Regions from separate parts of the Mus musculus genome. Here region 1 is linked to region 2. Evidence: chromatin contacts called from public capture Hi-C data. All regions are on one chromosome and are shown on one strand. Each heading gives the region's core, a stretch centred on a gene start, on an enhancer-like site or on the middle of the called end of the contact. The rest is flanking DNA. Distances are from core to core; before and after follow the strand shown. Region 1 has its middle 41 kb from the start of Gm34858. Region 2 has its middle 35 kb from the start of Fbxl17.

Region 1 (5,842 bases), core at 739-3,238, 700 kb before region 2:
TTAGTTCAATCCCAAGCACACCACAAATACATATATCCCTTGTCGAGGGATGGACTGACTGACTCAGGCTTTCTCTAGTGCCCTGATGTATGGCGAAGGAAGGAACATGGCCCTTTCTCCAAATCCAGGCACATGCTTATCAAAGCCAGTCATAGCCTGGGCCCTGAGGGAGCTGGGAGCCACTGCTTCAGATCCTCAGGACCCATCTCTTGCCACAGTGTAGAGCTGTGGTTATCAGTCTGGTTATCAGTCTCAAGACCCCTGTGTGTTGATTCTGTAATGTTCTTGAGCTGCCTGTGTCCCCTTTGTGCAACACTGCTTAACTTCCTGCCGACTTGGTCCCACTGTGTGATAGCTTCTCCTGACTCTGTCCGGTCTCTCCCATGGAAACAGTACATGGGTGCTGTGCTCAGTAAGCTTGCCCAATATAAGACGTAGCTTGTGCAAGACCTCCCAACCCCAGACGGTCTTACCTTCTGTCTTTATCCCTCTTTATCTTCTCATCTCCTGGTTCCCTCTCCCTCTTCCCCCTCACCCCCCCTCTAGACCCTGTCATAGAAGAATGACCTGCTAGTCCAGGTCAACTCCTAGCAAGGAAAGACACAAGTGATGTGGTCTTGCTGTAGAACTCCTTACTTAAGTAGACCAGACATATAATTGCAGCAAGGGCTCTCTACATAGAAGAGAATGTAAACGGGACATCCACTATGGAAGGCACCATGACAATTTTCTCAAAAAGAAAATTAGTGGGGCTAGAAAGATGACTCAGAGGTTAAGACCAGGGGGATACACTTCCAGGTTCAATTACCTAAACTGGCTCACAACTCTCTAACTCCAGGCCCAGGGGATCCAGCGCCCTCTTCTGGCTGCCTTAAGCACTGCATTCACGTAGTAGGCAAGCTCAAAATATGCATACGTGTAAAATAAAAATAAACGTTAAAAAGAAAATTAGCTGCCGTATAGTCTAGCAATTTCGGTTTTGGGTGTGTATTGGAAAGAATTGATTGGTCACAGAGAAACATTTGCACCTCTGGTTCGTTGTAAAACTATTCAAAATAGACTAGAAGTAGAAAAAAAAATCTAAAGTACATTAGACAAAACATCTTAAATCCACACGATATAGATCCTAAAGATAAATGAAGCTCTAGGATGTGCTATAATGTGGATGAACCTTGAGCATTATGCTAAGTGAAATAAGCGGGTCAGGTATAGGCAAAAATTATGATTCTGTTCATGTGAAGTGTAACAGCTAATCAAAGCAACAGAGAGACAGTGAGGGAAGATGATGTGATGGTAAGTGTTAATTGCCAAGTTGTCAGACTCCAGAACCACCCGGGAGACAGGGCCTCCGGGCGTCTTGACTGCTGTGTGATTGAGAAAGGAAGCCCCGCCCACTGCGTGGACCCATTCCTGGCTGTATAAACAGAGAAAGGGGTCTGGGTGACCGACCACGTGTGTTCATTGCGTCTCTGCTTCCTGACTGCGGCTATCATTTGACCAGTTGCTTCGAGCTCCTGCTGCAGTAACTCGCCATCAACTGTGCCTTTCAGCCATGAGCCAGTCTCTTCAACTGCTCTTGTAGGGGACCTCTTCTTATGAACTGAGATTTTATTTAATGCATTGGGTCATATTCGCTCTCACACTTCCCACTAACTCCTAAGATCTACTCTCCCCATCAACTTTATAATATCTTTTAAAATTTATTATTATTTTTTATAACCTAGTAAGTCTAATGTGTCACCTATATATTCCTGGATATTGAGCCACTCCACCGGAGCACAGCCAACCCAGCAGGCTCCACCCCTTTGCAGGAACGGGACTCTTGCTCCTCTAGCCACCCACGGCAGTCTATTGAGGCAGACTCTTCCTCAGTCCGAAGTGTATGTGGGGATCATGAAGCTTTTTCTTCGCCAGGATACACCATACAGGTCATGGGCATTCACATGCAAAGTTCATGAGTCCAGCAGTCCAGTTCCCAGCCTCTGGATTTTACAGTCTGCCTGCCTCCCTTTCCAAGATGGTTCCTGAGCCCATCCTGAGAAGGGTGTGTTATCACAGCAGCCAGAACGACAGAGACAGGAAGAAATGTTACGGTTTCTATTTCATAGCACCGTGAACGGGATTATCACTTCGGAAAATAAGATTATGGTGGGAATTTTATGTGTTTATGAGGGCTTTCAAGCTGAAAGTTAAAAACAACAACAACAAATTTTAATAATGAAAGGCAGAAGAGAGGGGACAAAGAAAGGAAACTGTGAAAGAGATGAGATTCATTCACAAAATCTTTCCAGATATTCATGTCTGAGTCCACAGCTTTGGGTAGCCTCATTTTTCTTTTATATTCTGCTTACGTTTTATGGTTACAAAAATAACTTCTGAAATTTAGAGCTGAGATTGCGTCAGTGACAGGGGGTGGGGGTGGGGATGAGCAGTTTCCTGAAGCACGAGGTCATTTGCATTTTTCCCTCTTCTTTCTGGCAGCCATTGTTCTCTCTTAATGAGTAGTCTCTGGGGTTGGGGGGAGGGGAGAAGTGGGGGGGGGCATATTTTATGTTTATAGCATCTACAGCTCTAAGCACAGAACCTGGAGAGAGTTCTCCAAACAAAACAGTGTTGCACGTTCAGAAGAATGAAGATATCTCCAGCTAGTAGGACATCAAGGATGCTGATTTTATGGAATCCTTACTGATGTGTTTATAAAAAGATTAAAAAGAGGGGGAGGGTATGTTCTATGAAGGTGTAGTCAGGTAGGGGAAGGGGGTGCCTCAGCGTATCCATGCTGAGGCATCCCTTCCCCCTGAGGGACCAGTCATATGATGGTATAATATAGAATAGAGTTTATTCAGGGCATGGGGAGGGGAGTCAAGAGGGTAGTAGAGGCAGAGAGGAGAAGGGGGGGGGGGGAGAGAAAGGAGGGATAGTGGCCAGTCATGAGCATGTGGTGGAGAGAGGGGGGAAGAGAATGGGGAGAAAGGGGGGGAAGGGAAAGCAAGAGCAAGAGAAGGCAAGAGAGAAAGAAAGGGGCAATCAACTCCATTTATAGTAGGTCAGGCCTACCTGGCTGTTGCCAGGGCGGAGCTTAGACAGAATGCTAATACTTACAAGTAATGGAAGCTAGATGGAGCAGGCTTGCCTCCTGACTCTGCTGGACTTTACTAAGGACCAGCCTTGTTTTTGCTTGCTTTATTTCTACTTTCTGTTTATATTTATTGACCAGGGTTAATTTCTTCAGTGGAGGACAAACAGCATCCCATGGATTTCCTGGTCAGATTTTCTTAATACGCACCTTCCAGTCATTCAAAATTTCAGCACATTCTTTACTCATACACTACAAGTTCCATAGCTTGTGATAATAAGATCCATGAACTAGATTTGAAGTTGACACATCTCCCCAGTATCATGGAGATGCTGGGCTTCTCCAAGAAGGTAGAGGGAGTCAGGGTTAATTTTCTCTCCTGCTCCCAATTCCTGTTCACCCCACCTTGCCTCAGGTGTTTGTTCATCATGTGGCCCATGTTTGCAGTTGCTGACAGATATACTAACACATTCTTGCTGTGGGGAAAATTGCTTGTTATAAGCAAGAGGATGGTTCTGTGCCCCCCAAAAAAGGGAAGCTGTAGATAAGAGTAGAGATTAACAATGAGGGTGTTTAGCTTTTAAGTTCTGACTTGACCATCTAGTTGTATGCCATATTGAACATATTGTTCGTACTTCGTCACGCCATCTGTTACATGGGCATGATTAGCCTAGCATTATGTCTTTCAGAGTTGACTCAGGACAGAAAACCAGCGGGAGACAGATATTAAGAAGACCTGTTACCTGGAGATAGCTTATCCAGTTGTCCTATTTGGTCAAGCACATTTCATACCTATGGCTGTTGTCCACCCGGGGGCTTCTTGTTTTCTGTCTAGTCTGTCTCTTTGAACCTTTGCCAGGCACTTAAGGCCCACCCAGATGATCTGGTTTGGACTCCTTATGTAAATGACATCATGTAGCTTTTTCCTTTGTAAGCCTAGTTTATTTTACTTGACATAATGTTCTCCAGGTTCGTCCCTGTTACTACCGATGAGAGCTCCTTTTGTTTGTTAGAGCCCCCATAGTATACTGTCATGTGTGTATTCACAGTCACGTAGAGTTTACAGCTTAGCCACATGAAGAAAGCTACCAGGTAACAGAGAATGTGGGTGTCTCTTTGGGGTGAGGTGGTAACGGCAGTACTTAATTAACTTGTTTTAATAAAACATGTAGTGTGTAATCCTAGCACCATCTTCATTGAAAACATAATGTTACTATCATCTCTCTCATCTATTTTGTTTATCATCTATCTATTGTCTATCATCTATCTATCATCTATGTCAATCTATCATTTGTCATCTATCTTCTATCTAATCTATTCTATCTATCTATCTATCTATCTATCTATCTATCTATCATCTGTCATCTATCTTCTATCTCCTACCTCTTACAGAAGTATCTTGCAATTTAAAAGTCTAAAAGTAGCCAAATTAATTTTTAAAATTTAATTTTGCTCATGTTCCTTCTCTTAACTCCTAGCAGAATTTCCCTATCTACCCAACTTTATGTGCTCTCTCTCTCTCTCTCTCCCTCCCTCCCTACAAAACTACAAATAAACTAATAAGCAAAAGACCAATAAGACACTTAAAAAGCCAAAACCAAACAATATGAAAAAAGTCCACAAACCAAGCATGGGGCTGGTCTTAGGTTGGCCAAGTACTCTCAAGCCTGGGGCCTGCCTTTAAGGGTGGTTGACACTCTATTGGAGAAAACTGATTTTCCCTTTGCCAGGGGGTATCAATTACAAACAGCTTCTTAGTTAGGGGTGGGACCCCAAGTCTATTTCCCCCTCTTTGTGCTGGGACCTCCCCTGATCTGAACCTGTGCAAGTCTAGTGCCTGCTGACACTATTCCTGATTTCTATTGTGCCTGGAAGTGGGTTTCCTTAAAGTTATCCATTTCCTGTGACTCTCACAATCTTTTCTCTTCCTCTTCTGCATAGCTCTCTGAACCTTGGGGAAAGGGGTTTGATGAAGCCACCCCACTTTAGGACTAAGCACTCCAAAATCTCTCACTCTTGCACACTGCCCTGTTGTTGTGAGCCTCTGTGTTAACTCCCATATATTGCACACAATGAAATCTTACTCTGCTATTAAAAACAATGGAAATTGCAAAATTTCCAGGAAAATAGATGGATCTCAGAAAAAAAAAAAAAAACCATCATCCTGAGCAAGGTAAACCCAAACACAGAAAGGCGAGTATGGTTTCTCTCATGTGCAGATGCTAGCTTCAAAGCTGTTGTGTGCGATACATTCTGAATAACCACAGCTGCTTGGAGCATGTATTGATTTTGTTTCCATTACATATACATATTTAGTAGTGGGATTGCTTGTTTATAAAGTACGTTTTTAATACTGTTGAAGAGGGTCCATGCTATTTTCTATAGCGGCCATAGGAGCTCACATTCTTGAGTGTACAAGAATTCACTCTTCTCTCTAATTGTCTATCCTGTTCTTGACAGGAGCCATTTTACCACCCGTGAAATGGGCTCATCTGGGTATTAGTTTCGTTTCTCTAATGATGAGTGCATCACTTCACACATCAACTGACAAATTCTGAGCTCTCAGAGAAATTCCTCTCCCTCCTTCCCTAATTTTAAAACTCAAGAGCCATGGCTGGGACGATGCCCCAGTGGGCCAGGTGCTTGCTGCATAAGCGTGAGGACCTGAGTTCGGATCCCCAGGACCCGTGTTAAGAAGCTGGGCATAGCAGCACATACTTGTGAGCCCAGCACTGGTGGTGTAGACAGGAGGGTCCCTGTCTCCCT
Region 2 (6,335 bases), core at 2,546-5,045:
CTTTGGAAAGTCAGTTGGATGGTGTTTTGCTGGGACAAACACGTGAATGAACTTTTAGCTGAAGTGGACACCACACCCGGCTATGTCATTCTTGATATTGGTATTTGGTATACCCACATGAAACAGGCTTATACCTTGGTGTGTACAAAACTCAGAAGCGCAACTAGAAGCTGAAGAAAAGAGAAAAGTCTAAGAGAAGAGAAAAGTTTAGTACTCACAATGAGCAAGGGGACACCAGACTGTGTACTCTCTGAACAGAGAAGCCAGGGAGGTTTGATTAGGGCGCCTACATAAATCCATATAGGGAATAAAACATAGTATATTCCTACTGGGCTTAGTTAAAGGTATGTGTGTATATACATATACATATACATATACATATACATATACATATACATATACATATACATATACATATCAGAGTTGTAGAGACGTCTCAGAAATGAAGAGCACTGACTGCTCTTCCAGAGCTCCTGGGTTCAATTCCCAGCAACCACATGGTGGCTCACAACCATCTGTAATGGGATCCGATGCCCTCTTTTGTTGTGTCTAAAGAGATAAACAGGTACTCACATACATAAAAAATTTTTTTAAAAATTACCATATTTTTTTTTTTAAAAAGGATACCAGAGGGTACCAAGCAAATTTCCAAAGGAAGGAAACAAACAACAGTCCTGCCCAGTTATGATGCCTATGTAACAGCAGCCAGCACGACATAACCAACTGAAGGGATACAGTAGTGGCTTTTGTAACCAACAAGTAATTGGATCTAAGAGCAACTCAACAAGAAGAAAATCATTCCTGGTGCTGGAAACCTAGCCAACTACCCAGGACTGCTGAAGTCATGTAGTTTAGAATAGACACTACAACTGCCATTTGACTAAACCAGCATAATTACTGTGATGGTTTGTATATTCTTGGACCAGGGAGTGTCACCACCATTTAGAGGTATGGCCTTGTTGGAATAGGTGTGACCTGGTTGGAGTAGGTGTGTCACTGTGGGTGTGGGCTTAAGATCCTCACTCTAGTTGCCTGTAAGTGACTCTTCCACCAGCAGCCTTTGGATGAAGATGTAGAACTCTGCCTGCGCCACACCTGCCTGGATACTGCCATGCTCCCATCTTGATGATAAGGGACTAAACCTCTGAACCTGTAAGCCAGCCCCAATTAATGTTGTTTTTATAAGACTTGCCTTGGTCATGGTGTCTGTTCACAGCAGTAAAACCCTAACTAAGACAATTACTAACTACATTTAAAATATTTCCTTATATCCTCAATAAGTGCAGTTCTCTTTTCTTAAGAGGGGAACTTTGCAATAGACAGAGAACATTTCAGGACATCTCAATCAATGAAAATGCAGATTTGTGGAGTCTGGTCCAAAGGATACGTCTATAACCCAGCTCCTGTACCTAAAGCTCAGGGCTGATTGCAGAAGACTATAAGAGCCTGAGGATCAAGGAGTTTTCTGTGAGAATGCATCTCCTAAGAATGTCTGAAGCTACATTTATAAAATCTTAGCAATACCCAGGCCCCAAGAAGAGCTGAACAGGAACAACAATAGACATGCTGATGTGGACCCAGGAAATCCAAGGAGGCATCAGTCCTACACAGACAACTACAGGTAGCTGAGAAAAGCTGAGAGCAGAAGAAATAGTCTTTTGGGGGGAAGAGCACACCAACTGGTTATCCAATACCAAACAATCAACCCTAAAATATAGATACAAATAACATTATGGGGGCTGGTGAGATGGCTCAGTGGGTAAGAGCACTGACTGCTCTTCCAAAGGTCCTGGGTTCAAATCCCAGTAACCACATGGTGTCTCATAACCACCTGTAATGAGATCTGACACCCTCTTCTGGTGCATCTGAAGTCAGCTACAATGTACTTATGTATAATAATAAATAAATCTTTGGGCCGGTGCGAATGGGGCTGACTAGAGTGAGCAGAGGTCCTAAAATTCAGTCCCCAACAACCACATGAAGGCTCACAACCTCTGTACAGCTACAGTGTACTCACATATATAAAATAAATTAAAAAACAACAACAACAACAAAAAACTCCAAATAACATTATGGACTGAACAGGTTATATTTACACACATACATATATGCATGTAATAACTTTTCATTTAAAAAGAGGACATGAATTTGATAGAATGAGGAGGGGCATATAAGAGGCTTTCAAGAGAGAAAAGGGACAGGGAAAATAATGTAATTATATTATCGAATGGAAATAATTAAAAAGTAATGGCTGTGGCATGTGTTCTGGGGTCCAGCTGTGGTTCTGCATTCTCTGCTTCCTCCCTCTCAGGGTGTCCGGATGCTGCTGCACACTGAGCTGCAAGGATGAAGTGGAGCCCAGTACGGGTGGGGTTCTGCAAATAAGAACACAGGCCCTAAAAATGGGAGTTTCAGAACAGACAGGGGACAGCGTGGCTGGCTGGAGTAAGAGGTTGCCAGTATTTCCCAGTAAGGAAGGTAGGCATCGTTAGGGATGAACTAGCACATGAAACATGGAGGCATGATGGCTCAGTGGTCTTCTTTGATCCTATGTAGGCGTTGTGTGCAGAGGTTTCACTGAAATAGTAACAAAGAATAACAAACATTAACAGACTCTGAAAGTAGCAACTCTTCCCGTTTCCATGTCTTATTTGGCTACCTCCAATATCGACGTATGAGTAATGTGCTCACTCATTGCACCTTTTATTCTGGCCAAGTTTTACTTCTGCAACCCATCTCCCAATATAATGTTCTGATTTCTAGAGTGTAAACCTACTGAGAAGACGTTTTGAGAGTTTAGTATACACTATATGTTAGAAGCATTCGATTCAGAGTGGAATATTTTGAATAAATAAACAAAGTATCTTCTGAAATGGATTAATGAGTAAATGTATCAGACAGTGATTTAGACCCAAAACACTACAGGCTTCATGAACAAAACCTCTGCATGTACATACTACTTTCTCGGTTAATGAAGAGATTTAAGGGGCATGGGGAACTGAGTTACCCAGTTGGGAACTGTGAAAAAAAAAAATCAAAATTAGTTTAGGAAACCAAGCGTGGTTAGCTAAAATGGGGACGTAATCGGTTACAGCCACAGTGAGAGACAAATTAAAGCCACAGCTTTTGAAGATCAGTGGGACTCAGGGTCACAGCTTCAGAGGGTTAGAGTCCATGACGCAAGAACATGGTGGCGGAAACAGGTGAAAAGTTATAGCTACATCCAAAAGTAAGAAATAAAGCGAAAGAGACACGCTGGGGTGGGCAAGAGTCTTTTGAAGCCTCAAAGCCTGTCGCCAGTGACACACCTTCTCTAACAAGGCGACACATCCTAATCCTTCCGAATCAGTTCCTGCAAATAGGTGAGCATAAGGAGCCACTCGCATTCAAACTATCACGTGATCCTAAAGCGCTAGGAGGAGGCTCTTTTAGGAGATACTGGTCCAGTAAGTCCCACCCCCTGGTGCAGTCCACGTGAGTTCCCATGAGGCTTTGTTGGGTCTGCTCACCATTAAAAAAGATTTCACGCATCTATGCCATAACACCCTGATCATGCCTGATCCTGTTTGATCCTGAACGCTCAGATGGGAGAAGGATGTAGTGTCTCTTTGCTCCTCTTCTGTCTTTTTCTTTCCGATGATGCCCAGAGGCTAAATGTGCTTTCTCTGGTACTTTAGGCTTCCTTATCTTTCAGTTCGTGCCACGCAACTGCTTTTGCATCGTATGGCTAACCTTCTAGATGTTCATTCAAACACAGGACAAAGGCTTAGGTATCTGTTTAGCATATCAAAGTGGACCTGGCTCCCAGGTTCTCCCAGCATCCCTCAGTCCCTACCTTCTTACAGGTTATGGCTGGCGTCCTGGCGCCCTAACCCGGAACTCTACAGGGCTACACTTTCCCCAGAGACTCTTCCCTATACAATCCAGACATTTTGGTTATCGGTTCTATTTGTACCTTTGGCTTCCTGCTGCTGCACTGGATTCCCATCTCTCTTCCCTCCCTTCCTCTGCTCACAAGGCTCAGAGTCATAGTCACACCTGGACTCTTCCAGGTGTGTCTGCCTCTGGCTATGCTCTCCCTCTTATCTGCAATAAACTTTCTCCTCCACCATACCTAGGGGCAGTCATGTCCTGTCCTTCCCTTTTCTTTCCTTTCTTTATTCTCCCCTCTCCTCTCCTCTCCTGCCCTCCCCTCTCCTCTCTTTTTCAGTCTGTTAAGTTCTTTTACTAATGAGACCCCAAGATGGGACCCTGATACTTTGGGTGTCAATGTTAAACAAAATGTGATAATGCACATACGTGTGAGTGTGTGTGTGTGTGTGTGTGTGTGTGTGTGTGTGTGTGTGTGTGTGTGTGTTGAGAGTAATTAAAACATATTTTGGTTGAACTCAAGTAATACCAGTTTACCATGCTACCTAATTTTCCCTATATCTAGCTTCTCGCTTGACCTTTTCCCCTCCTAACTACAGGAAATACTGTACCACTGATCTTATAGCTCTGGGCAACTTTTTATATTTTAAGAATGAGTTTTTCTAAGTCGGTTGACCTTGGAATCACTCTGTAGCACAGCAAGGTCTTAGCTTGTGATACTTTTGCCTCAACCTCCCAAGTAGCTGGGACACCTGGCCCAAACCACTTACTTACAAGGCCCTGCTCTGTAGCAAGCCTATTTACACAGACAGTGAAATGGACCAGAACAAAGGTGATTTAAATTAATTTTTGCTTTCCTATGCAACTAAGCCAATAGTGTTTGTCAGTGATAATACTGTCAAATAGAAGAACAGTTATATCCATAATTCTTTGAAAAATGAAGTCATTTTTAATTTGCTGGAGTTTTTCAAAGAAGAAAATGTAAACACAGGAAATAAGTTGGTACAGCTTGTCCTAAACAGATCCTGTGAAATTGTGTAAGGGAAGGCAGGAACTAATAGAAATTTGTCTTAAATTAAAAGTTAGCCTGGAGAAACGGGTCAAATGAAAAAAACAAGGAGAAGTTTGAAGGGCTGATTCTTAGTAATCAGCATTACCATTACTACGTGCATCTGTAGGACTGGTCTGGAGGAGATCTCTCAGGGAACTGGGGATTAAACAGACTTTTCCTTTGTATAACAGGAAGGATTTACTTGTTAAGACCCCACTCACTGAGTTGTTAATGAATCATTTCCCTACCACAGAGATGTAGAAGAGCTGATTTGAGACAATTACTGGTATTATTAGCATCCAAATGAGGAAAAGGACCCTGGGGGTGGGGGTGGAGTGTGAGAATAGAGTAGGGACAGTAAATAAAGTCAGAGTCTTGGAGGGAACCCAGGCTCAGAACGTGTTCAAATGCAATTTTTCTCTGGAGTCAATGAACCCCGCCCCCTGCCAAATTCCAATAGCAACGACCCAAGAAAACCCTCCTTTCATTCTGTTAACGTGCATGTTAAGGGGCACAGTGGGACACGTGAAATTCTATGATAGGGCCCAGGAATTAAGGTGACCACAGGAAATAATGCAGCAGGATGAAAAAGCCCATTCCCAGCTCCGGTAACTTGAACACACAGCCGATATGGTCAAATCTCCTGGGCCCTACTTTACCTAAGTTGTATCAGTGGCCATTGACAGGGTAGAGACAGATTGTCATTTTTTTCTCCTGTTTGGCCAAAACTTTAAGTAATTTTATTTTTGCATTTTGGGACATATCCTGTTATTTTCCCTTAATGTGGACAAGCATTAGGACTGGGAACCAGGCTTCCTGACAAGAACTGCACAGAGCTTGGTTACCAGTTTAAGAAAAGGACCCCAAAGTACACATGTTTTCTTTGGTAAGAGCTCTAAACGTCCTTGGCCTTGTTTCCCCCTCAGTTCACTGTTGCCCTTGCCTAGAAGCCAAAGTGCCCATTCAAATTTAATGTTAAATAAAATATTTGAGGTGCAGGCCTGTGATCCCAGCTGCTCAGGAAGACAAGACAAGAGGATTACAAACCCAAGGCATGCTTGGGCTAAGAGTGTGTTCAAAGGCCAGCCTGGGCAAAACTTGATGAGAACTGTTCCAACTACTTCAACAAACGCAAATGCCAAGTTGCTGGCTAGAGATCTGGTTTTAAGCCAATTGTTTTGGTGTTTCCTTATTTCTGTCCCTGAGTGATCAGCTCTTGCTGGAAACTGAACGCTGTAACTGAACATGAGAGGCACTTGAGCCTTTGTGAGCAGGCCAAGTGCACTGACCATTCATCCTCCCTCCATAGCTCCAGGCAAGAAAGACCTATTAATTCCAATACACTGACCTTCTGAGACATCCCGTGTCCAGGGAACTGGTCCTACATTACAGAAGCTCTGCCTTCTGCCTTCTT

The links. Capture Hi-C pulls out chosen DNA fragments and counts their contacts.
Region 1: a capture Hi-C map of embryonic stem cells shows a contact between it and region 2, with 8 times the contacts expected there. The contact joins two enhancer-like sites. A contact is called at or near these places in 1 of 484 Hi-C or Micro-C datasets (the HPC-7 cell line), 1 of 115 datasets of contacts at active chromatin or transcription factors (embryonic stem cells) and 1 of 9 other capture datasets (embryonic stem cells).

Annotation. Positions count from the first base shown.
Region 1 is chr17:64,226,382-64,232,223 of GRCm38.p6, reverse strand. No RefSeq gene overlaps it. Among named protein-coding and RNA genes, the nearest start is that of Gm34858, 41 kb to the left of the region's middle. Within about 2 kb of position 1,988, at least 12 of the 459 cell types and tissues checked have an H3K27ac peak or open chromatin away from gene starts, as enhancers often do. A contact at or near this core is called in embryonic stem cells, where this site is marked.
Region 2 is chr17:63,532,176-63,538,510 of GRCm38.p6, reverse strand. No RefSeq gene overlaps it. Among named protein-coding and RNA genes, the nearest start is that of Fbxl17, 35 kb to the right of the region's middle. Within about 2 kb of position 3,795, at least 8 of the 459 cell types and tissues checked have an H3K27ac peak or open chromatin away from gene starts, as enhancers often do. A contact at or near this core is called in embryonic stem cells, where this site is marked.